7 separate regions of the Mus musculus genome follow, and regions 1, 2, 3, 4, 5 and 7 are each linked to region 6. Evidence: chromatin contacts called from public Hi-C, HiChIP or PLAC-seq, Micro-C and promoter capture Hi-C data. All regions are on one chromosome and are shown on one strand. Each heading gives the region's core, a stretch centred on a gene start, on an enhancer-like site or on the middle of the called end of the contact. The rest is flanking DNA. Distances are from core to core; before and after follow the strand shown. Region 1 overlaps Kif26b (kinesin family member 26B). Region 2 overlaps Kif26b (kinesin family member 26B). Region 3 overlaps Smyd3 (SET and MYND domain containing 3). Region 4 overlaps Kif26b (kinesin family member 26B). Region 5 holds the start of Desi2 (desumoylating isopeptidase 2). Region 6 holds the start of Kif26b (kinesin family member 26B). Region 7 overlaps Kif26b (kinesin family member 26B).

Region 1 (2,700 bases), core at 178-2,677, 390 kb before region 6:
CATGTCACCCCATCTCTTGATCCTGACTAGGCTGATGGCATTGACATGCAGGGTAAAGGATTCAGAGCTCTCAATTGCAGAGCCTGGCTGTGTATGGAAGATGGTAGATATCCAGGCAAGGCCAGGCCAGCAGGGCATTCTGTTCTGCTGCCCTCACTCAAAGGAGTGCAGAAGTGTACACAGGGCAATTGATTTGATTTTATTAAGAAAAAAAATCAAAAGTTCTTGCACTAAAGAACTTATAGGGACCCTTTCTTTAGTATCTAATGAAAAATGACATTTCAGATAAAATTCTCATGGCATCTATATTATTCTTAGTACCCATGCCTCTGTCTCTACCCACTTTCTTCTCTCTGTCTTTTAAATTCGCCTGCTCCATGGTATCCGGGCCACCCTCTCTGACCTTGGTCTTCTTTTTGCCCAACATAACTTACTATCACATGCCTACCCCAAATTCCAAGGGATATATTAGTAGCTCAGGCATGAGGTGTTGGGCATATGTACCTTCTGACCCCATATTTCTGGAGATGGCCAAGTCCCCCTACACACAGGTAGGCAGCATGGTGCATGGCATATATTGCCTAACACTTGGGGAGAGGCACTGCAGGACCCACTGCAGGTGTGTCTATAACTGTCACCAATGTGTTTGGGGTAGGAATGGAGAAAGGCTATCTCCCATCCCACTTTCGATGAGACAAAGTGCCCTATGTCCCTGAGGGCAGTTTCCAGGGTCTTGGAGGCCACCAGCTCCATATATAGGCGTCTGTAGCTACTAGGTCAGAAGGGTTGGGAGACTCAGCCTTTGAATGGCAGCGTGAAGGCAGAGATAAGGGTAAATGGAGGAAGCAAGGACCAGCTTTCTGCCTGGCACCTCCACAGCGAGTATCTCCTGGCATCGAGTAGAAAGTCTCTGGGGGTTACGTCCTCAGCCAAGGTCTCTGGTATCAGGACACTGAGGAAAGTGAGCACAAGACCCCAGATCTAGTATCTAGACCAACCCCTCCCCCATGGCTGGTCGAGAACAGGGGAGGTGAGGGTCCAGAAGCCTGATGCCTCTGTCCCCCCCAAGCCATGCCAGGTACCCACCTGAATTGGACCTTTTCTTTTGGTTTTTGAGGCTCCTGCATCTCCCTCCCACGGAGCTGCTGTTCTCGCTCATGGAGTCCTGGGCTGAGGATGCACTGCCGGTGGCCTCGCTGTCTCTCATCATGCTCTCGTAGCCACTGCTGCCTCCGCTGTGGTAGAAGAGGGCAGTCTTCCCCATGGCAGGTGGTAGCTCCCCACTCAGGACACTGCTGTTATCACTACCGTGCCCGCTGCTGCAGCGGTGCGGCTTCCTCGGAGGGGTGATCTTGCTGTAGGGCGAGGGCAGCAGGTGGGCGGCTGCGGGCTTGTCCTCCGAGGGAGCCCCACTGCGCTCTTCCGCCTCTGCCCGCAGCTGTGCACTCCTCGGGCCCGCACTGCCCTGGAGCAGCTCCGAAATGCGCCCGTTGACCGCTCTTAGCGGCAGTTTGGAAGCCAGCCCAGAGCCCCGGTTCCTGCTGAGCGACTGGGTGGACCAGGACATGTGTTTCCCGCTGGGCGGTAGGTTGGAGCTCTGGCCCACAGACTGTGGCAGGGACTTGGTGGAGAAGCTGAGGGTTTTGGTGGTGGAGGTGGACAGGCTGCTGCGGGATTTAGGACTGGCCAGCAGGAGCTTGCTCACTGCAGAGATCTTAGACTGGCTGGCCTTGGGAGAGGCCCCTGTGGACTGAGTGATGCCACAGCTGGGTGGTGAGGCGCCAGTGCTGCGACCCAGGCTCCTCCCAGTGCGGGGCATGGTACTATCTTTGCCGGCATGCATGCGGGAGCTCACCGACGACAGGCTTTCGGCCCTCTCCAACGACAAGCATTCGTAGTGGCTGACTGTTGTCCTGCCAAGAGAGTTGCTTCTGCTGGCCAGCTGTTCCAGCTTGGCGCTGAAGAGCTTACTGCTGCTACTGACATCCTTAGTCTTGCCGTTGGACTCATCAGGGAAGCAAGCCAAGAAGGTAGCTGGCTGGTTCAGGGGGCTGCTGGTGTTGCTGCTGCCACCACCGTGTTGAGGGCTGGCCCTGTTCTTCTGGTCCAAGCTAGACTTGCGGACAGGAGGCAGAGGCGGGGTCCCTTTGGGCCTTGCCAGGACGCAATGCTTGGGTGAAGCAACTTTCCTCTCTAGGGTTGTCTTCGAGGATGGGATGCCCGAAGCAGCACTGAAGCCATTGCTGTCTGCCAGGCAATGGTAGAAGCTGTCCAGCTCCTCGTGCCTGTCAGCTTTCTGAAATGCCCTTGGGAGGCTGCTTGACTTTAGGTTTCGGTTGACATGGAGGGGACTTTGGGCCACCAAGCCAGGCAGGGCCATCTCACAGCCATCCACGACTCTCCTAACGTTATCAGTCCCTTGAAAGGCGGCTGCCTCTGAGCTGCTGCTGCTCAGCCTGTTGCCTGAGCTGGGCCTGCCATCCAGTTCCTGCTCTGACTTACCTTCAGTCTTCAGGGAGCTTGGGAGCGGCTCACACTTAACCCCTTCCTCGCTGGAGTAAGCGTTCTCCCTTTTCACCTCTTCTTCTCGTTTAAGCCAAGGATCCTCAAATTTCATCTCTCTCCTTGTACTGGGTTCCTTGCTTTCCTGGGCCTGGGATGCTTTGGGGCTCACCTTTGGGGTGGCAGTGGAGGACTCAG
Region 2 (2,700 bases), core at 65-2,564, 360 kb before region 6:
TAGGTATGGCCTTGGAGTAGGTGTGTCACTGTGGGTCTGGGCTTTAAGATGCTCATCCTAGCTGCCTGGAAGCCAGTATTCTGCTAGCAACCTTCAGATGAAGCTGTAGAACTCTCAGCTCCTCCTGTGCCATGCCTACCTGGATGTTGCTGTGTTCAAGGATGAAGATAATGGACTGAACCTCTGAACCTGTAAGCCAGCCCCAATTAAATGTTGTCCTTATATGAGTTGCCTTTGTCATGGTGTCTGTTCACAGCAGTAAAACCCTAACTAAGACACTCAGCTTTGTCATCATAGAAACAGGTCAAGGAAGCCACCTGGATTACACACTGGACTCTCTGGCCCCTCTCCAGTCTAAACTCTCACAAGCCTCTATATTCAGGCTTTATGGACCATATGGTCCACGGAGGCTTCATATCCATTGACAAGTGTTCACTGGACATTGACAACCTTCTAGGCATCATATTAGGCAGTAGCAACACACTGGGAGACAGACACATAGTTCTGATTTGTAACAGCTGTGTGAACTTGAACTAGAACTCAACCTTTCTGTGCCTCAGTTTCCCAATCTTTGCCATAAGATTGCCGGTTACAAGTCACCGTCACGAGTAGATATCCATAAAGTATTTAGAATAGCCTGGGCAGCTTAGTAAGGGGTATTATCTCTATGCTCTCATTGAGAAGCAACCCTCACAGAGCGCTAGTTTATACGCCATGCTAACTGCCTGTCGTGTAGCCGAAAAGCCAGAAAATAAGTACTGGAAACAATTTTCTCCTTCGTCCTCTGATCCAGCAGTTCATAAATTAGCTTCTGGTCCCTTTGAAAGGTCGAGAGAGGGAGATCCTGTGCTTCCTTCTTCTTCTCTAGTCATGAGAGGGGGAGCCCGGTAAACATGGAGCCAGGCATGAGCAGCTCAGTGGGGTCCTTCTGTCTCCTTCTTCCCCTGGACTGTGCCCTGCCTTCCTCTCTGGAGTACTATGGCTGTCTGAGAAAGGGATCTAGCACTGCGGATCTGAGTCTGAGTCCTGGGGCCTCTGTGGAGGAGCAGGGAGAGCCCCCTCTGCTCTGCTGGAATTGAGAAGATTTGGGGTTTCAGTTCCTAGTCCACCCTTGAGTCCACTGCTAGCTGACTTCAAATCTAGAAGGAAGAGAGATCCATCGGCAAGTTCAGAAGTTAAGCTAAGATAAAGTCAGAAGCCAAAGGGAAACTGAGGAGTCTCCTGGCTTCTATCCAGTCCTCGCGAGGCTGTGCTTCTCTATCTAACAGTGGCTAACGGCAGTGGGCAGAGGAAAATACCAGCTATGATGTTCTGGCCATACTGAGGGTCCGACTTGGGGAGGAGTGATTCTGCCCACCAGAGAGGACCGATCAAACTTAGAGTATAAGAAATGATGAGTGAACCCAGGCTGCAGCCCAGCGGAGTCCACACCACATCATTTCTCCCTTAATGACTTGCACATATCACGCCGGAGGAGTTAATCAACAGACAATTGCTGCCTGGGTTGGTAAAAAAATAACTGTCTCTGTAAATTCTATAATGAACTACAAAAATACCAACGGCCAGGGAAGAGGCAAGGAGGGAGGAATAAGAGAGAGAGAGCGGGATACTGAACAATCTCATAAAAAAGAACTTCTTTCTGTGTCCCAGAGATGCTCTGAGCTCGCTCTCTTTGCTCCCTAACAGTCATTAAAATGTATAAAATGAACATTTTTAAAGCAGCAATCCTAAGAATTATCACTGCTCCAGTTGCCTGGCAACCTGAGACTTTGGTTATTTTATTTCTAAACAGGGAATGCTATAAACTGGTATCCGGAGTTTGTGCAAATAGTTCTAAATTGATGTTCTCCCCGTAAATCAGGGGAGATAATCCAGCATTAATGTGCATTTAGAGGAGGTTAAATATGCACATGTGCGCTTCTCTCATACACAGGGATCCTCATACAGAGCTTCTCCCCAATTTCACGCTATCTTGAGTCAATCTTAGAACTGATATTCTTTTGCATTTTTTTCCCTGACAAGTATCTATTTAATTTTATGGTACCTGTAAGTAATCTACATTCAATCCAGAGAAATAGGACTGTGTGATGGCAGGGGTATGGGATGTCACGGCTAACAGCAATTTGTAACATGTGCCCCAGTTTCCCACAACCCTTCCAGTCTCCCAAACTTCTTCAGTGAGTTCCCAGTTCTGAGGTAATGGAGAACCCCCAAATCTATGCAGACACTGGGAAGATGAGTGATGAGACTTTTAAGGCCTGTGCCAGCAGTGGTGGCCCTGTGCAGCCCAAATGGCAGACCTGCTGCTGCACCTGGTGTCTGCAGGCATCTGCACCCCACTGTCTCTCAAATGAGCAGAAGTGTTAACATTTTAGGAAAAACGGTCTCTGTGTATGAAACACCAACCCTCCGCCCCCCCTGAGTCTCTGACTGGCATTTGGTTTTAGCATTGCCTGCTGGTTTGAGGGGATTGCTGTGCTCAGGTGCCATGAAATCCTTAAAATAATATTGAGCCTTACCTTACTTGAGCCTGAGGAAGCAAGAGTTCCGCTACAGGCTGCAAACGGGTGCTCTGGCCCTTTGGTGAGACAGGGACTTCTGGAAGTAGATGCTACCTGGAGTGCTTGCTTATTTATAGTCTGATGTTTGACAAGAGACTAGCCCCAGTGCATTTCAAGCTTGGTGAATGTTGGTATTCTG
Region 3 (2,700 bases), core at 15-2,514, 480 kb before region 6:
GCTTCTTGAGTGAACTTCTCAGAAAAGCATCCATATGGCTGAAACTGAGGGGCCCTGCTGGGATGGTTCACAGGCTGGGAGCTTCTCCTGGACAAAAGCAGTTGGCCTATGACATTGCAGGGTCTTTAGATAAGGTTCTTCTTTCCCTCATTTCTGTCGTCTTTCTCCTATGGGCTTCTAAGGCTTAGATGCCTAGAGCCTTTGGGGTGTGTGTGTGTGTGTGTGTGTGTGTGTGTGTGTGTGTGTATGTATGTATGTGTGTGTTTGTGTATATGTGTGTCTTCATGTGTATATGTATATATGTGTGTGGATATGTGTGTTTGTGCGTATATGTATATATGTGTGCTTTTCATGTGTATGTGTTTATATGTATGTGTTTATATGTGCAGAGGTATGTGTGTATGTGTATACATGTATATGTGTGGGGTTTTGTATGTATGTATGTATGTATGTATGTATGTATGTGTATGGGTATGTGTATGTTTCTATATATATGCATATGTAAGTTTATATGTATATGTGTATTTATGTACACATGTATGTTTTATGTATTTTCATTTGTATATTTTTGTTTATGTGTTTTGTGTGTGTGTGTGTGTGTGTGTGTGTGTGAAGGAGAGAAAATAAGAAAACAGGACAAGATCAAGAAGGAAAGAAAAATTGATTTTCAAGTAGTCCTAAAAAACAGTGGAAGTATTGTAATCTGTTTTCTGTTGCCACAACAAAATACTCAAGGCTAGATAATTTATAAAAGGAAAAAGGTTCGAAGCTGGAAAGCCCACAAGCATAGTCCATCAAGGGCCTCCTGCTGTTTTATCAGAAGCCTAAGGAGGAGGAAAAAAAAACCTATTACATGCAGCTTCACCTTGTAACCACGTATTTGGAGGTGACTAATCCTGCAAGAGAGACAAGAAACCATGCAGGGGCTCCATTCTCCCTCCCCATCTTGCTGCAGAGTCTAACACATGGGTAGGGGACACTCAAACCCCACCAGAGAGCAAGAGAATGTGAGCCAGGCCCTCTACACTGCTTCTTCTGATTGCAGTCCCTTCCATACCTCTCTGTCTGGCACTAGCCCTCTGAAGCCAGAGGCCTCTGTCAGTGCGTATTTCACATCAAATAGCTGAGCTACCTGGTTGGCTCAAAAGCCTTGTGATGGCAGACAGACAGTGCAATAATTAGGGAGGCAGAGGCTACCAGTCCTACTGACAGTATTACATCCTCTGCCTTGCCTCCCTGTGCTGTTGGGAAAGGAGCAAGAAAGGGTTTCCCCTCCCCCTTCCTGTTTCTATTAATGCTCACCCTGACTCAGCCTTGCACTGGTAGATTTGAAGAATGATTTTACAGGAAGAATGAAGATTTGAAGAGTGGCTTTACACTTTACGCAGCATGCGTAGTGCTGTCTTTGGTTGTAGAGTTAAGAGAAGCTAGGCATGCCAAGCACAAAGTGAGCCAAAGGGAGAGCAGGGCTGGACCCGCAGTGGACTGTGATCAGTGGGATCGCCACAGAAGACGGTTGGAGAGTCCTTGTTCTCAGCTGCAGAGAGGCCCCATAATGCAGAGTGCCACACAGCCACAGTGGCAGCTGTGGCAAGAACTGAGTTCCTGGGTCCCAGGCCCCAGCCAAGTAGACTCTTTCTACACAGTGGAGGAATACATCAGTAGTAACTTGGATTGGCTTACATGGCTCTTACTGTGGCCCAACCAAGTGTCACTGTATGTCAGTCTTCACATTCTGAAATGTGTTAGAATCAGGCCTAGAAGTAAAAGACAAGCCCCAAACCCCGGGGTCCTGAAATCCTTTTCTTCCCACTAAGGGGTGCTGTTGTCTGGGTTGGGGTGAGGGGACTATTCAGAGGATTGGTTCCTGGTGAGGAGGGGCCCCTGTGACCATAAGCCTGCCTTCACTTCCACAGGCAGAAAAGGTGCACAGACTCAGGGCCACAGAACTCTGGAGTCAAAGCACCATATAAGCCTTCTAATCTGTCCTTAGGAGTTTCTGGTTGGAAAGAAAGGCCTACAGAGCTAAGGTGTCTGGCTGCCATGGGACTGACCTGTGTGGCCTGCTGCCAGATTGTACCAGTGGACGGATTCCTGGCAGAGGTCAAACCAGGCTCAAGCCACTGAGAATAATTTGTCATCCACTTCCAGAGTGACATTCGACATCTTGTCAATGGAAGGTCCATTTTGAAACAAGCCAGGCAAAGAGGCAGCAGCACATTCAAGGGGCTTTGTAGGAAAACAGACCCACATCCAGCCCACACCTGCCGCTTCACAGCTGACTCATCTCAAACAGTGAACGGTCTCAGGCAGTGTGCATAAGCTCTCAGAAGGGCGATTTCCTACATTGTAAAATGAAGAAGACGGTGATGTGATGGGCCTTAGGAGTTCATCAGCAAAACTGATAGGATACCACCTTGGAGCCCCTGGACAGCACATCACAGAATAGCTACCATTTAGAAGACAGTAGTTACTAGTCTGTAGTGCTGAGAGGTGGACACACTCTTCACTGATTTGTGTTTCCAAAGAGTTTTCTCCAAACGTGAGGCTTGTACGTGTGTGATATATATATAGAGAGAGTCTGGAAATGTCAACTGGGTTTGAAAAGGCAACAGCCACATTGTATCACTAACTGCCCAGAAAACTTCCAATAGTGCCTTCCAGTTCTGCAACCCTCGGCTCCTTTAAATAAATAGCATT
Region 4 (2,700 bases), core at 87-2,586, 330 kb before region 6:
TTCTTGGAGCCTCGCTCTCCCCATCTGTATGGTAACAATGCCTGCCTACCAAACTGTTATGAGACTTGTACGAGTTGCTGGGTGAGCTGCTGAAGATAGAACACAGTACACAGAGGACTCAATTTCTGCTCCCTTCACCTGTCTTCCTCTGGACCTTGACAGATTATTCTTTTCTAATGATGATGCTGATGATAAAGCTACAGAATGCCTTGACCCAGATTCTGGATACCATGTCGCACAAAGAGGACCCCAGGACAGATTCTATAGGTAGGGCGAGTTAGTATGTAGAAGCTATGACTAGGATCTTACCAGGACTGCACTTTGGAGTTGCACATCCACTGCATACAGGACAATCGCCACTATGATCGTATATCTGCCACTGGGGCATGTCCTTGTTCCTCATTACTCTCTACAGCCTGATTTTAACTCTATTCATGTCTAGGTTTGTCCCAGTTACACAGCAGTATGCTACAAGCAGGTATCCATCCACACAGCGACTTCTGAGGGGTACCTGGGCCCCCAGGCTCTCTGTGAGTGCCTCTCCCCATGCAAGTCAAGGGTGCTGCCACTGCAGGCAGAACTGATGGAGCCACACGACCCGCTGCCTTTCCGTTTTGCAATTTTGCAGCCATTTCTAGGTAACTAGAGTTGCTGAATGAAAATGTGAGCTAGGCTAGGCAGAAGCTCACACGCAGAAGAAGGAAGGCGGGCACGGGATCAGCCAGCCATTTGAAGGGGAAGCATATGCCTGCATCTTAATGAAGCACTCGGTCCCTTTTCTGCAGATGAGCTGAAGACCCTGCCTTATGTCCTGCTAAGGAGATACACAGTTCTAAAAAAACCAAACCATTGAACTTAGAGCTAGGGGAAAACACTACATATCGCTCTTCTCTGTGCAAGTCACTTAAATAAATGGAGGATTTCCCCCCTTCCAGAAAGGAAATTGGGTTTTTCTGCTTCGCCTCCTTTTGCCATTATTCCTTTAGTCCTGCACTCCACTTCCTGCTTAATCCTCTGTAATTAAAGAGCTTAAGAGACACCACTTATGATCAAGAAAGTTCCTCGGACTTCTTGCCAGGAGCTCTTGCTTCTGTTACAAAAACTGTTGGATTCTTGGCAACATCTTCCACCCTGCCCTCTGCTCTGTTCCTCCAGGAGAGGAGGGAGGGCTGCCATCCACACTCACAGCCTAGCTCGGCCCTCAGGGTCAAGACCACAGTCACTTCCAAGAACAGACCTGGGACAATGGCATCCAGACAGCTAAAGGGACAGTCTGAGTGTAGGAAAGGAGGGGTGGACACCCAGAGAGGGGGGAGACTGTCAGCGTGAACCAAAGTCCCCTCTGGTTGGGATCCACTTTGCCTCATTTGTCTAATTACTCATGGTTGGTGTGAGACAGCTGTTGCTTAGGGCAGCTGTTGTCTTTATGTCTTGCTCATTAATCTTTTCAGCATCTCCAGGTGGACCGCATCCTGAGACGGGAAAGAAAGGGGTTGTGAGACACTCATTCAGAGGGGCCTAACATAACTCTCTCAAGTTGCACACCCCCTTCATGAATGAGAAGGTGATAGCCGGCTGCCACCCAGCTTATTGAAGGCTAATGAGGAGCAGGCTCTGCAGTTCCTCGCCATCACTGTTACACACATGGTCATGCCAGCAGACACAATTGTTGGTCGCTATTCATCATGGTGCAGACCTAGTGAGACTCTATTGTCGGTTCCTCTCCCCAGTAGCTCTTGGCCTGGAGGCCTGGGTTCAGCAATGACACTCAGGGGGGCTTTGAGCAGGTTCACAGTTCAAAGGGTGTCTTACCAATCAGAAAGACTACACAAGGTGATAAGGGGCAAAGAACTCTGCCTTCGATCTTACTGAAGTTTCGTACATGGACATCCACGGTGAAAGCCATCCATGGATAAGAGCAAGACAAGGGACCGCTTGGCCACTTGGATGTAATCAAAGATGGTTTTCCTACTCAGGGTCCTGGGGGATAGCATTAGATCAGCCAATCACTGCATCTTTCCAATCTTTTACACCTCCACTGTATTCTAATTCCCTTAACATGGACTTTTAAGAATCAGCTCAGTAGAAACTAGTCAAGGTGTAGATGCAGCAACTGTCCCAAACTGCCATTCAGTATTCCTTTTGGCCACATTCAGGGTCTTCTTTAAGACTTCACGTTTGTGGGAACCTGAGTCATGATGCATATAGCCCATGTACAGAAACTTGCCCCAAAGGAAAACCAGAGGCAGGTTGAATAGCGAGACATGGTGGTGCACACTGGCAGTTCTACTACTGGAGGAAGAGGCAGGAGGATGCTGAAAATCTGAGGCCAACATAGCCTATGTGCTAAGGCTGTGTAGTAAGGTCTCAGAAAGATAGGTTGTTCAAAAGTCACCACAGGAAGAATGATGGGAAAAGAGGAGAGAATTGCCAGACGAGGATCTAAAAGCCAAGGTAGCTGTTGGTTAACTGGGTAGTCGAATGCTTGCCTAACATAAGTGAGGCCCACAATACCCATGCACACACACACATGTACATTACACATGGGCACATGCATGCACACACACACACACACACACACACACACACACACACACACGCGAGCGCGAGCGCGCGCGAGCACAGGCACTAAGAAGTCATTAATTTAGGCAACACAACCAAACAGCAATGCTTGGCAGTAGGTAATTCCAACCAAGGATC
Region 5 (2,700 bases), core at 152-2,651, 340 kb after region 6:
AGGCTTTTCAGGGGAAGGCTATCCTTTACAAAACAAAAATTAAGTAACCAAAGGAGAGTGAACACACCCAAACGTAGCCTCCCTGCGGCGATCATTCTCTACCAGGTGCTTCTTCTAGGGGTATTATTGCACTTGGAACCTGAGGGGATCCAGCCTTTGAACCCTAGCCTGAATGTTTTCAGTTCTTCAAAGTTAGATGACATAATAAACAAGGCTGTCTTTCCCTCTCTAGCGGTCACGTCATCCACCTGTTGCATCACCTGGAAAGTGGCCTTCGGATTCTAGGATCACCTCTGTGATCGCTAAATAATTCAATGGCGCTATTTTCTACATAAATTTTCGCTTCTTTCATTTTTATGAGGATGCCTTGGAGGTGAGGGTGTATTGGCTCCGGTTCACCTCTGGGGAGACGCTAGCATCCGCATCGAAGCTGTGACTTTCTAGACTTGAAGGGCTTGAGAGTTGTCGGAAGCCTCGAGCATTTGGAGACAGACAAGGGCCAGCAGGAGCAGGGCAGAGGGGAGCTGAGCAGCTTAGAGGCCAGGTGGCAGTTGGGAGGGAGGTCGCCCTGCGACCGAAGCTTCGCGGATAGGACACGGCTCATCCGCCCAGGGGTCGGGCCCACAGCCAGGGGAGCTGAGGGCTGGGACGAGGCTCGAGCCCAAGCCCTCTTTCGGACTGACTGGGACACCTCCAGGAGGCGCGCGGGCCAGTCTCGGGATTAGAAGACAGCGCGACTGTCCCCTCCCCCCACCCCTGAGAACTAAGCTGGAGGCGGAGGCGCGAGGCAGGAAGCACCGGGCCGGGGTCCCGACCCCTGACAGGGCCGGCCAGCGCGGGCCGCCAGGGGACGCACTCACCATGTCGTAGACGTTGAGCACCACTAACTGGTTAGCCCCCATCCTTCTCCCCACGGCCGCCGCCTCGTCCTCCAGCCGCTCGGTCTCCGCGGGGCGGAGGCCGCTGCCACCCCCGCGGGCGCCTCAGGCAGGGCTCGAGCCGGGCACTAAGCGTCCAGCCCGGCCCACCGCAGCCGGGGCGGAAGCATCCGGCAGCCGGGACCGCTCCCGGGAGACGCTGTCAGAAACCTGTACGAGGACCCGGCCAGACAGGTGGAGAGGCAGCTCCAGCTCAGGCGCCTCCCCTCGGCCGCAGACACGTGGGGGAAGGCGGGGCCTGGGCGAGGGGCGGGCTTTAGGCACCCTGGAGGCGGGGCCGGCCAGGATCCAGGGATGAGCCCGCCTGCGCGTTGAGGCTCTCAGGCTCTGCAGCTGGAGACCTAAAATGGCGACAGGCCGGATGCCTCTTCACCCTGGTGGCTCGAGGTCGCAGAAAGACTACCGTTCCCAGAAAGCAGAGGGAGAACCCGCGATTCCTATTGGGCGTGTAAGCAGTCTGACTACATATCCCAGCATTCACCAGGATATTGTAGGCACTCACGTCTCCCTGGGAGACTACAGTTCCCAGAAAGTCCTGCGAAGAGTTTGTCAGGGGAACCTTCGCTGTTCGTCCTTGGCGAGCAGAGACTCCATTTGCCTTTTAGTTTTCAGTGCTGTTTCTGGTGTTTGTAGCGTGAGATGTGAATCCAACGCAATGTGAAGAAGTGATGACTAAGTTTTCCAAAGCCCTTCTGCTTTTTTTTTAATTTTTGAAAATATAGAAGTGAGGCAATAAAGGGAGGAAGGTTACCCTTGTAAAAGTAGGATGTAAGAAAGTCTCCTTTAACCCTCAAAACGGAATTCACATTTCGTGAATGACAGAAAGCTAGTCAAATATAAGAGAGCCAAGAATTCCAATTAGAGGAGACAAAAGTACATAGACATAAGACATGTTTTTTGTACTTAAGGAACAAAATAAAAGTTCTCTGTGGCTAGAATATAATGAGCAAAGAGGTGATCTGTGGACAGGCAGTTAACTGGTCAGAAGACATCCTGAGTTTTCAGTTAGCTGAGATTGAATATCTATTTTACATTTTAGATTTATCAATTGTGTGTGTGTTTGTGTGTCTCTGTGTGTGAAAGAGTGAAAGAGACTGAGAAAGACAGAAGACAGAGACAAAGACAGCAAGGGGTGCAGGTGACCAAAGAGGACAGAGGGCAGGGATGCTCTGCAACCGAAGTTATAGGCTGCTGTAAGTTGCTTGACCTGAGTGTTGGGAACCAAACTGAGATCCTCTGCAGAGCAACAAGTACTTTTAGTGGGCAAGCCATCTCTCCAAACTCTGAGGTTGGATTTTAAATGAAGAGTTGGTAGGGTTTGAGCCAAGGAACGACATGAATATGTACATAAGTCTCTTAAAAGATTGCTTGAGAGCTAGAGAGAAAGCTCAATGCTTAAGAGTACTGGCTGCTCTTCCAGAGGTCCTGAGTTCAATTTCCAGCAAACACATGGTGGCTTACAACCATCTATATTTGGGATCAGATGCCCTCCTCTGATATGTCTGAAGACAGATATGATGTACTCAGATAAATAAATAACTTTAAAAAATTAAAAATTGCTTGAGTTTCTGTGTGAAATTTTAATGAGGCAAGGGAAATAGAAACATGACCATTAACGTGGTAAATTGTAAAAGTGGCTTCTCAAATTATATATGACCTTTGATGCCTCTCTCTACTGTCTTTAGCAAGCTTTGGCTTGATTTGGTCAATGGGTTATTAACAGATATAATGCAAGAGATTTAAAAGGCACTTTGGATTTGTG
Region 6 (2,700 bases), core at 14-2,513:
TGCCGGAGAGACGCGCGGCGTCAGGCCCTGTAGAGCCATCAGTCCCCCGTGCGGCGGAGGGCTGGTGGGGGGGGGGGGTCGCCGTCCTGCCCGCACTGATGCAAACCTGCCCTCCATCTATCTCCATCCTTCAAGTGACCAATCCTTAAGGAAGTCCTGTCCCACCCACCCTCGCCAGAGTGACCCGCACGCAGGTCCCCCTCCATTCCTCCTGGGGTCAGCACAAGAGCTTGCGGGGTGTGGATATCCTGCAGCTTCTGCGAGAACACCCAGAAATCCAGCGCCCTACTCTTTCAAACCCGGTACCCACCCCAGCAAGGGCCTAGGTACACAGTCCTAGAACACCCTATCGCAGGGTGGGTGACTGTGACTTCTGGATGTTTACTCATTCGGGGAACAGCCCCCACCCCAGGTCCTGCAGGTAAAGCAAACGGGCTCCCCGCTCCAGGGCAGCGATCCGAGGGAAGAGCAGAGGAATTCCTGGGAAATGCTCCCCCTCGGCTTAACTCTGTCTGCAAGTCCCGAAATACTGCAAAAGTTAAGGGTGTGAGGAAAGGGAGGAACCAAGGGCTGAAGACATTCCCGTAGCCAGGCGAGCTGCAGACCCGCCTCCATGCACGCACGACCCCGCCGGCCGTGGGGACGCCGGTGCACCCGAGAGCTGGGGACCCTGCATCCGCCGCCGGCTCCCGGGAAGCAGAGGACACCCACTCAGATGAGTCCCTGGAAACGCATCTCCTCGTGGACACCGCCACAACTTACCCCGTATTTCTTGCCCCTGGTGGAGACCGCAAGCCTCTCTTTATTTCCGGCTACCGAATTCATGGTGGCTCTTCCAGAGGAAAGGGTCTAAATGTTCCCACAAGGCTACATCCAAAAGGTCTGCCAACCCAGACGCGTCCCCCCTCGTGGTAGGGGTTGGTCCTCAAGTCAAGATTTCTTAATGGGGGGTTGGGAAGAATGAAAGCAAATGGACCCCAGAAGTAATAGCACCAATTTGCAGGAAAGGTTGGAACGGCTGGTGGTTCTCAAATAATGGGTCTTCTCATCTCTCTGCCTCCTCCAGCCACGCGTCCTCTCTTCGCGGTCACATCCAGATCGCTAGCATTTTCCTCCACCCGGCCAGCGCGCGTTCTCCTCTAGCGGGGCCGAAACGGAGGAGGACGGCGGCGAGGACGCAGGGAGGCTGCAGGGAAGGTGGGCGAGCCCTCGCCGAGCCGAGCCGGCGGTGGGAACTTGCCTCCTTCCCCGAGCTCGCTAACTGAGTTCAAAGAAATTCTCCCAAAATATAAGGATCCAGACTCGGGGAGGAGCCACGGCGTGTCGCCGAGCCAATATGCGCCGTCCCGTTTTCTCCTGACAGTTGCGCGCAGGGCAAGGAGAGGGCGGCTGTACGCGGCCGGAGAGCAGCCCGCGGTCAGGACGCGTGTGTCCGTCCGGGAGCAGCGCGGAGCCTAGGGAACCTCAGCCCCGCCGCCTCGGAGCCCGCCGGGCCGCCGCCGCCGCCTCGCCTGCCGCGATCCATTTACGGCGCGGCGCTTGGGCCTGGCATCGCCAGGCGCAGCCGGGGCGGGGGTGGGGTCGTAAATCTGGCTCCGGGCGGGGAAGTTGCTGGCGAGGGGCCCACAGCCCCGGGCTCCGGTGCTATCCAGCGCGCGAGCCTGTAGCTCGGAGTCGGCCGAGCTGCGCTGAAACGCAGCACCCAGGCCTCCCCGCCCCCCTCCCCGAGAGCTGGTCTCTTCCTGGCAAGGCGTGCAGGTCTGCCTTTGAAAAGCCGTGCAAACGGATTGAGTCACAAACAAGTCCGCAAACAGGCCGGGACCAACCCCCCCGCCCTTTGTTCTCCCAGACCTGCCTGGCAAACCTTGTCTTGATTCGCCCTCCTAGCCCCAGCGGGCCAGGGGACCCTCCTCCCCTGGACCCCGATTTGAGCACCGGGAGCCTTGAGCCCCCCTTCCCGCGCCCGCCCACGGGCCCAAGCCCCTGTTAATGAAGGGAAAACCTCCCGAGACCTGCACAGGTGAGCCCGAGACCCAGCCTGTAGCTGCCAGGCTGGGGAAACTGAGGGATTGGTCGCGCCGAACGCGCGCGGAAGGACTGCGCGGGCCTGGAGAGGGGGTGTGGCGCGAGCTGATCGACCTCGGGGACTGGGATCGTCCCCTTGCCCCTTTGCACGGTTGCCTGCCAGCACCCGGACCTGTGGGATCTCCAGAGCACCCAGCTGTCGCCCGCTGTCTGATTCCCGTCCCCCGCCCGGCGCAGCGCCCAGGAGCGCAGGAAGCCGGCGTACGCCGGGCTCCACACGTGGCTGCTCCGGGGTGTCATTTTTCATTTCCCGGGAGGACATTTCTTCTGGTGAGCCGGCAGGTCTATTTTGTTGTGACCTTTAATTAACACCCCACGAGACGCCTCCTGCGGGACCAGCCGGGCGCGGAGATCACGTGTGGTGTAATGGCATCTGGGTACCCCGGAAAGACCTGGCCTGGGGCTAGGCGGGGGCAGGAGGACATTTCGGGCTTCCCTAGTCGCTGTCTTCCTTCAACATATGCAAGAGAAAGGAGGGGGCAGAATACAACAATTGGGGTGCTAGAACCCGGGGCAACGCCCCCCCCTCCTGTCTTCCTGTGTGAACCTTCGGCGCCTCCCGGGCATCGCCATCCCCGCCCAGCGCCCTCTGCAGCTGGTGCACCCCGGATATTT
Region 7 (2,700 bases), core at 1-2,500, 290 kb before region 6:
TTCAGGCAGACCTTTATCTTGGGAGAGAAAGAGTTAAGAGTTGACATTTATAAATAAAGTTATCATAAATGTGTCCCAGTAATATCCTGTAACAGACTTCCCTTACGTCTTTCTAAGTCCTTGTGACAACTTCAAACTGCATTTCTTGGCTGGAAAGCTACTGAACCACTCTACAGAATTCACACCAGTGATCTGGTGCAGATGCGGAAGTCACCATTTATTTGAAGGGAAGAAGGACTCAGAAGCACCACAGGAAAGAATATCTTCATCTTGCTTCCATGTGGTGTTTTCCCTGGGCCTCCGGCCTCTGCTTCTGGCTTTTGCATCTCTAAGTTTGAAGTGTCTATGGTCCTGCTCAACAATGCAAAGCTATTTCCCTCCCCACCCAAATCAAATCAGATCCCCAACTTAATGCACTTGCAAGACCAAGAAGACTTTACAGTCTCTAGTTGCCAAGACAGTCTACAGACAGCAGAAATGGGTAGACCTTACAGATCTGTGGCACCTCCCCATGTAAAGTCCCATTAAAACACCAGGCACAGAGAAGAACATGAACAGGATCTAACTATAGCAGCGTACTGCAGTAGGTCATTCTGAGCACCTTTGTGGTTTATTTCTAGGCTTTTCTGTGGTTGTTTTCAGTCAGAGGTTGACCCTGGATGAACAAAATCCCAGAAAGTGGGCATGCTGGGACCTCCAAACCAACTTTCTTGTGTCTCTTTTTGTCCCTGGTACCTCCTCATCTTTGAAAATGAGAGCCCAAGGTTGTTCTTTTCTTTCCCAACCTTCCCAGAGCCACACCCACTGAACAAATGGCAGAGGCAGCAGCTAGCACCTACCTTGCCCATGCCAGGAGTGTCCTTCACCTTGTTGACAGCCCTCAGGAGACAGGGTGGGGCTGGGGGAGGAGAGGTCTGCAGGATCCCACTGAAGCTGGTCGCAAAGAGGGGAGCCTCCGCAACAGATGGAGTCGAAGGCCGGTGTTTCTTCTTCTTAGATGACAGATTTAACTTCTGGGCAGCTCTGCACAGAGACAGTAAGGAGGAGAAGGTGGTATAATCAGATGCACTGGGCTGGCCACTTTCCCCCTTTCTCTTAAAGGGCCCTTTAATTACTCTTGCCTTCACTCTCAGTACCCTGCAGCCCTTTGCTATACCACAAGGAACTTAATTAATAAGCTATGTAATCACTGGGACAGGAGAAAGGAGCTATAAAACCACATGGCTCCAAGATCGCAAGTTACAAAGACTTGTTTGTTCTCCACAACACTCAGCCTGAGCATGAATGAAGCCAGTCAGCTTTGGGGACCCGCAGTACCTAGTCCGCTAATTGCCCCCTCCCCACACCGCCATTTCTCTGGCATAAGCCCAACTGTGAAGAACCAGATGAGCTCATTTAAAATTTTTTACACCTTGTAAAAACCAAGCCCGTCTGATGAAGAGCCCGGTGGTGACCGACTGGGGAGTGGCTTGGCAGAATACAACGCCCCCCAGTGCACTGGAGAAATATAAAGTACCCTGGTGTGAGGAACAGACAGCAGGCCAGATTATCCACTCCAGCGAGGCGCAGGGCATGAGATTACCCTCTCCTCAGGTGGATAACGGGCTCTTGTACAGTACCACCTTCAAATACAAAATGCTGTCTATGGATAAGTGCAAGGAAGGGGGGGGGGTCAAGGTACCAAATGTCACAGAAGATACAGATGGAGACATGAGTGAGGCTGTGGCTACAGCATCATTAATAATGCTGGCTGTTCATACTGCATCTTCCACCATCCAAGCACACTGTAGCACTTAGGGCATGATAATCCTGCCATAGAAAAGTCATGAAGACGCAAATGGTGGTGTGAGACAAAGGCCTTTCACGCAGCCTCGCTTTTTAGACTCACTTTTTAAATTAATTCTTGATGTATTATATCACATCTTTCTATGTAAATATAAAGGTATAAATGGTTTTATTGATGGGAGCACGAGGAGGTGACAGTCTTACTATATAATCCTGACTGGCCTTTAATTCTGTGTGTGTGTGTGTGTGTGTGTGTGTGTGTGGTGTGCATGTGTGTATATGTATGTTTTGCACGTGTGTGTGTGTTAGCTTTTTCATTGAGATCCATCCATACAGCACATAGGTACTTGGCTCTTTCTCTCTCTCTTAGAAAAAAACAAGTACATGTGACACTTCCCCAGCTAGCTGCAACACTGTTGCTGTCCGCACTCATTTGATCCAAACTCCCAGCAAGTGCCACCTGTCAACCTCCCACCCAAGCCCTCCCCTTCCATTCTCTGGAAGCTACAATCAGTTAGGCATCTGTCTCCAACCCTCTGAAACTGCTCAGATAGGTTACCAATAATTGTATGATGGCTGTCACGGTCTCAGCCCCAACATGGACCTGTCAGACCTAAGAACACATCCTTCTTCCTTGCCCCCTAAGCTTCCGGGACATCCCATTCTCTTCCAGTGTCTTCGCAGGGCTCAGCCCCTGCTTCTGTCTGCAGCTGCTGCTGTTAGCTGCAGGGATCACATCTCAGCCTGCGACTCCTCAAGTGTCCTGCCCAGCTTAGCCCTGGAGCTCCCTGTTTATTTCTCTCAATGCCTCTTCAGCAATCCCACTTGAGTATTCAGTAAACATCCCTAACACATCATCCTTAAGACTAAAGGGCTTATCTCCTTCTGCAGGCTTCTCCTGTACTCGCTCCCCCA

Evidence for each region. Promoter capture Hi-C pulls out the DNA fragments that hold promoters and counts their contacts. Hi-C and Micro-C count contacts between places; a contact is called where the count stands out from the background. HiChIP or PLAC-seq counts read pairs in DNA pulled down with a chosen protein or histone mark.
Region 1: a contact with region 6 is called in a Hi-C map of muscle stem cells, with 4 times the contacts expected there. The contact joins the enhancer-like site here to the promoter of Kif26b in region 6. A contact is called at or near these places in 16 of 39 promoter capture datasets (the 3T3-L1 cell line, 3T3-L1-derived adipocytes, the HPC-7 cell line and 10 more), 1 of 15 datasets of contacts at CTCF or cohesin (embryonic stem cells), 8 of 484 Hi-C or Micro-C datasets (the HL-1 cell line, embryonic stem cells, germinal vesicle oocytes and 3 more), 22 of 115 datasets of contacts at active chromatin or transcription factors (SST interneurons, VIP interneurons, bone marrow-derived macrophages and 12 more) and 1 of 9 other capture datasets (adipose tissue).
Region 2: a promoter capture Hi-C map of hippocampal neurons shows a contact between it and region 6, with 8 times the contacts expected there. The contact joins the enhancer-like site here to the promoter of Kif26b in region 6. A contact is called at or near these places in 18 of 39 promoter capture datasets (the 3T3-L1 cell line, 3T3-L1-derived adipocytes, the HPC-7 cell line and 11 more), 1 of 15 datasets of contacts at CTCF or cohesin (the NIH/3T3 cell line), 6 of 484 Hi-C or Micro-C datasets (cortical neurons, embryonic fibroblasts, myeloid progenitors and 1 more), 14 of 115 datasets of contacts at active chromatin or transcription factors (the NIH/3T3 cell line, craniofacial prominence, embryonic forebrain and 9 more) and 3 of 9 other capture datasets (embryonic stem cells, liver and pancreatic islet).
Region 3: an H3K4me3 HiChIP or PLAC-seq map of bone marrow-derived macrophages shows a contact between it and region 6, with 9 times the contacts expected there. The contact joins the enhancer-like site here to the promoter of Kif26b in region 6. A contact is called at or near these places in 5 of 39 promoter capture datasets (cranial neural crest, embryonic stem cells and maxillary cranial neural crest), 4 of 484 Hi-C or Micro-C datasets (bone marrow-derived macrophages, cerebellar granule neurons and cerebellum), 16 of 115 datasets of contacts at active chromatin or transcription factors (bone marrow-derived macrophages, craniofacial prominence, differentiating embryonic stem cells and 11 more) and 3 of 9 other capture datasets (adipose tissue, liver and pancreatic islet).
Region 4: a contact with region 6 is called in an H3K4me3 HiChIP or PLAC-seq map of embryonic forebrain, with 5 times the contacts expected there. The contact joins the enhancer-like site here to the promoter of Kif26b in region 6. A contact is called at or near these places in 15 of 39 promoter capture datasets (the 3T3-L1 cell line, the HPC-7 cell line, HPC-7-derived erythroid cells and 10 more), 14 of 484 Hi-C or Micro-C datasets (embryonic stem cells, granulosa cells, nephron progenitors and 3 more), 14 of 115 datasets of contacts at active chromatin or transcription factors (SST interneurons, VIP interneurons, craniofacial prominence and 8 more) and 3 of 9 other capture datasets (adipose tissue, embryonic stem cells and liver).
Region 5: a contact with region 6 is called in a Micro-C map of embryonic stem cells, with 4 times the contacts expected there. The contact joins the promoter of Desi2 here to the promoter of Kif26b in region 6. A contact is called at or near these places in 1 of 39 promoter capture datasets (stem cell-derived epiblast-like cells), 1 of 484 Hi-C or Micro-C datasets (embryonic stem cells) and 1 of 115 datasets of contacts at active chromatin or transcription factors (regulatory T cell precursor).
Region 7: an H3K4me3 HiChIP or PLAC-seq map of embryonic limb bud shows a contact between it and region 6, with 4 times the contacts expected there. The contact joins the enhancer-like site here to the promoter of Kif26b in region 6. A contact is called at or near these places in 9 of 39 promoter capture datasets (the 3T3-L1 cell line, 3T3-L1-derived adipocytes, HPC-7-derived erythroid cells and 5 more), 5 of 484 Hi-C or Micro-C datasets (the HL-1 cell line, cortical neurons, myocytes and 1 more), 18 of 115 datasets of contacts at active chromatin or transcription factors (VIP interneurons, bone marrow-derived macrophages, craniofacial prominence and 10 more) and 3 of 9 other capture datasets (adipose tissue, embryonic stem cells and liver).

Annotation. Positions count from the first base shown.
Region 1 is chr1:178,916,563-178,919,262 of GRCm38.p6, reverse strand. It overlaps Kif26b (kinesin family member 26B), which reads right to left. Exons shown (of 15, transcript NM_001161665.1): 12 at 1,087-2,700. Among named protein-coding and RNA genes, the nearest start is that of Gm46249, 140 kb to the right of the region's middle. Within about 2 kb of position 1,427, at least 8 of the 459 cell types and tissues checked have an H3K27ac peak or open chromatin away from gene starts, as enhancers often do. A contact at or near this core is called in muscle stem cells, where this site is marked.
Region 2 is chr1:178,889,030-178,891,729 of GRCm38.p6, reverse strand. All of the region lies in intron 10 of Kif26b (kinesin family member 26B), which reads right to left. Among named protein-coding and RNA genes, the nearest start is that of Gm46249, 110 kb to the right of the region's middle. Within about 2 kb of position 1,314, at least 3 of the 459 cell types and tissues checked have an H3K27ac peak or open chromatin away from gene starts, as enhancers often do.
Region 3 is chr1:179,009,490-179,012,189 of GRCm38.p6, reverse strand. The region is part of intron 10 of Smyd3 (SET and MYND domain containing 3); the gene reads left to right. Among named protein-coding and RNA genes, the nearest start is that of Gm46249, 230 kb to the right of the region's middle. Within about 2 kb of position 1,264, at least 26 of the 459 cell types and tissues checked have an H3K27ac peak or open chromatin away from gene starts, as enhancers often do. A contact at or near this core is called in bone marrow-derived macrophages, where this site is marked.
Region 4 is chr1:178,859,602-178,862,301 of GRCm38.p6, reverse strand. The region is part of intron 5 of Kif26b (kinesin family member 26B); the gene reads right to left. Among named protein-coding and RNA genes, the nearest start is that of Gm46249, 85 kb to the right of the region's middle. Within about 2 kb of position 1,336, at least 6 of the 459 cell types and tissues checked have an H3K27ac peak or open chromatin away from gene starts, as enhancers often do. A contact at or near this core is called in embryonic forebrain, where this site is marked.
Region 5 is chr1:178,186,118-178,188,817 of GRCm38.p6, reverse strand. Desi2 (desumoylating isopeptidase 2) reads right to left here and starts at 1,401. Exons shown (of 5, transcript NM_024282.3): 1 at 861-1,401. The coding sequence starts at 902.
Region 6 is chr1:178,527,688-178,530,387 of GRCm38.p6, reverse strand. Kif26b (kinesin family member 26B) reads right to left here and starts at 1,263. Exons shown (of 15, transcript NM_001161665.1): 1 at 763-1,263. The coding sequence starts at 825.
Region 7 is chr1:178,819,806-178,822,505 of GRCm38.p6, reverse strand. It overlaps Kif26b (kinesin family member 26B), which reads right to left. Exons shown (of 15, transcript NM_001161665.1): 5 at 840-1,023. Among named protein-coding and RNA genes, the nearest start is that of Gm46249, 45 kb to the right of the region's middle. Within about 2 kb of position 1,250, at least 27 of the 459 cell types and tissues checked have an H3K27ac peak or open chromatin away from gene starts, as enhancers often do. A contact at or near this core is called in embryonic basal ganglia and embryonic limb bud, where this site is marked.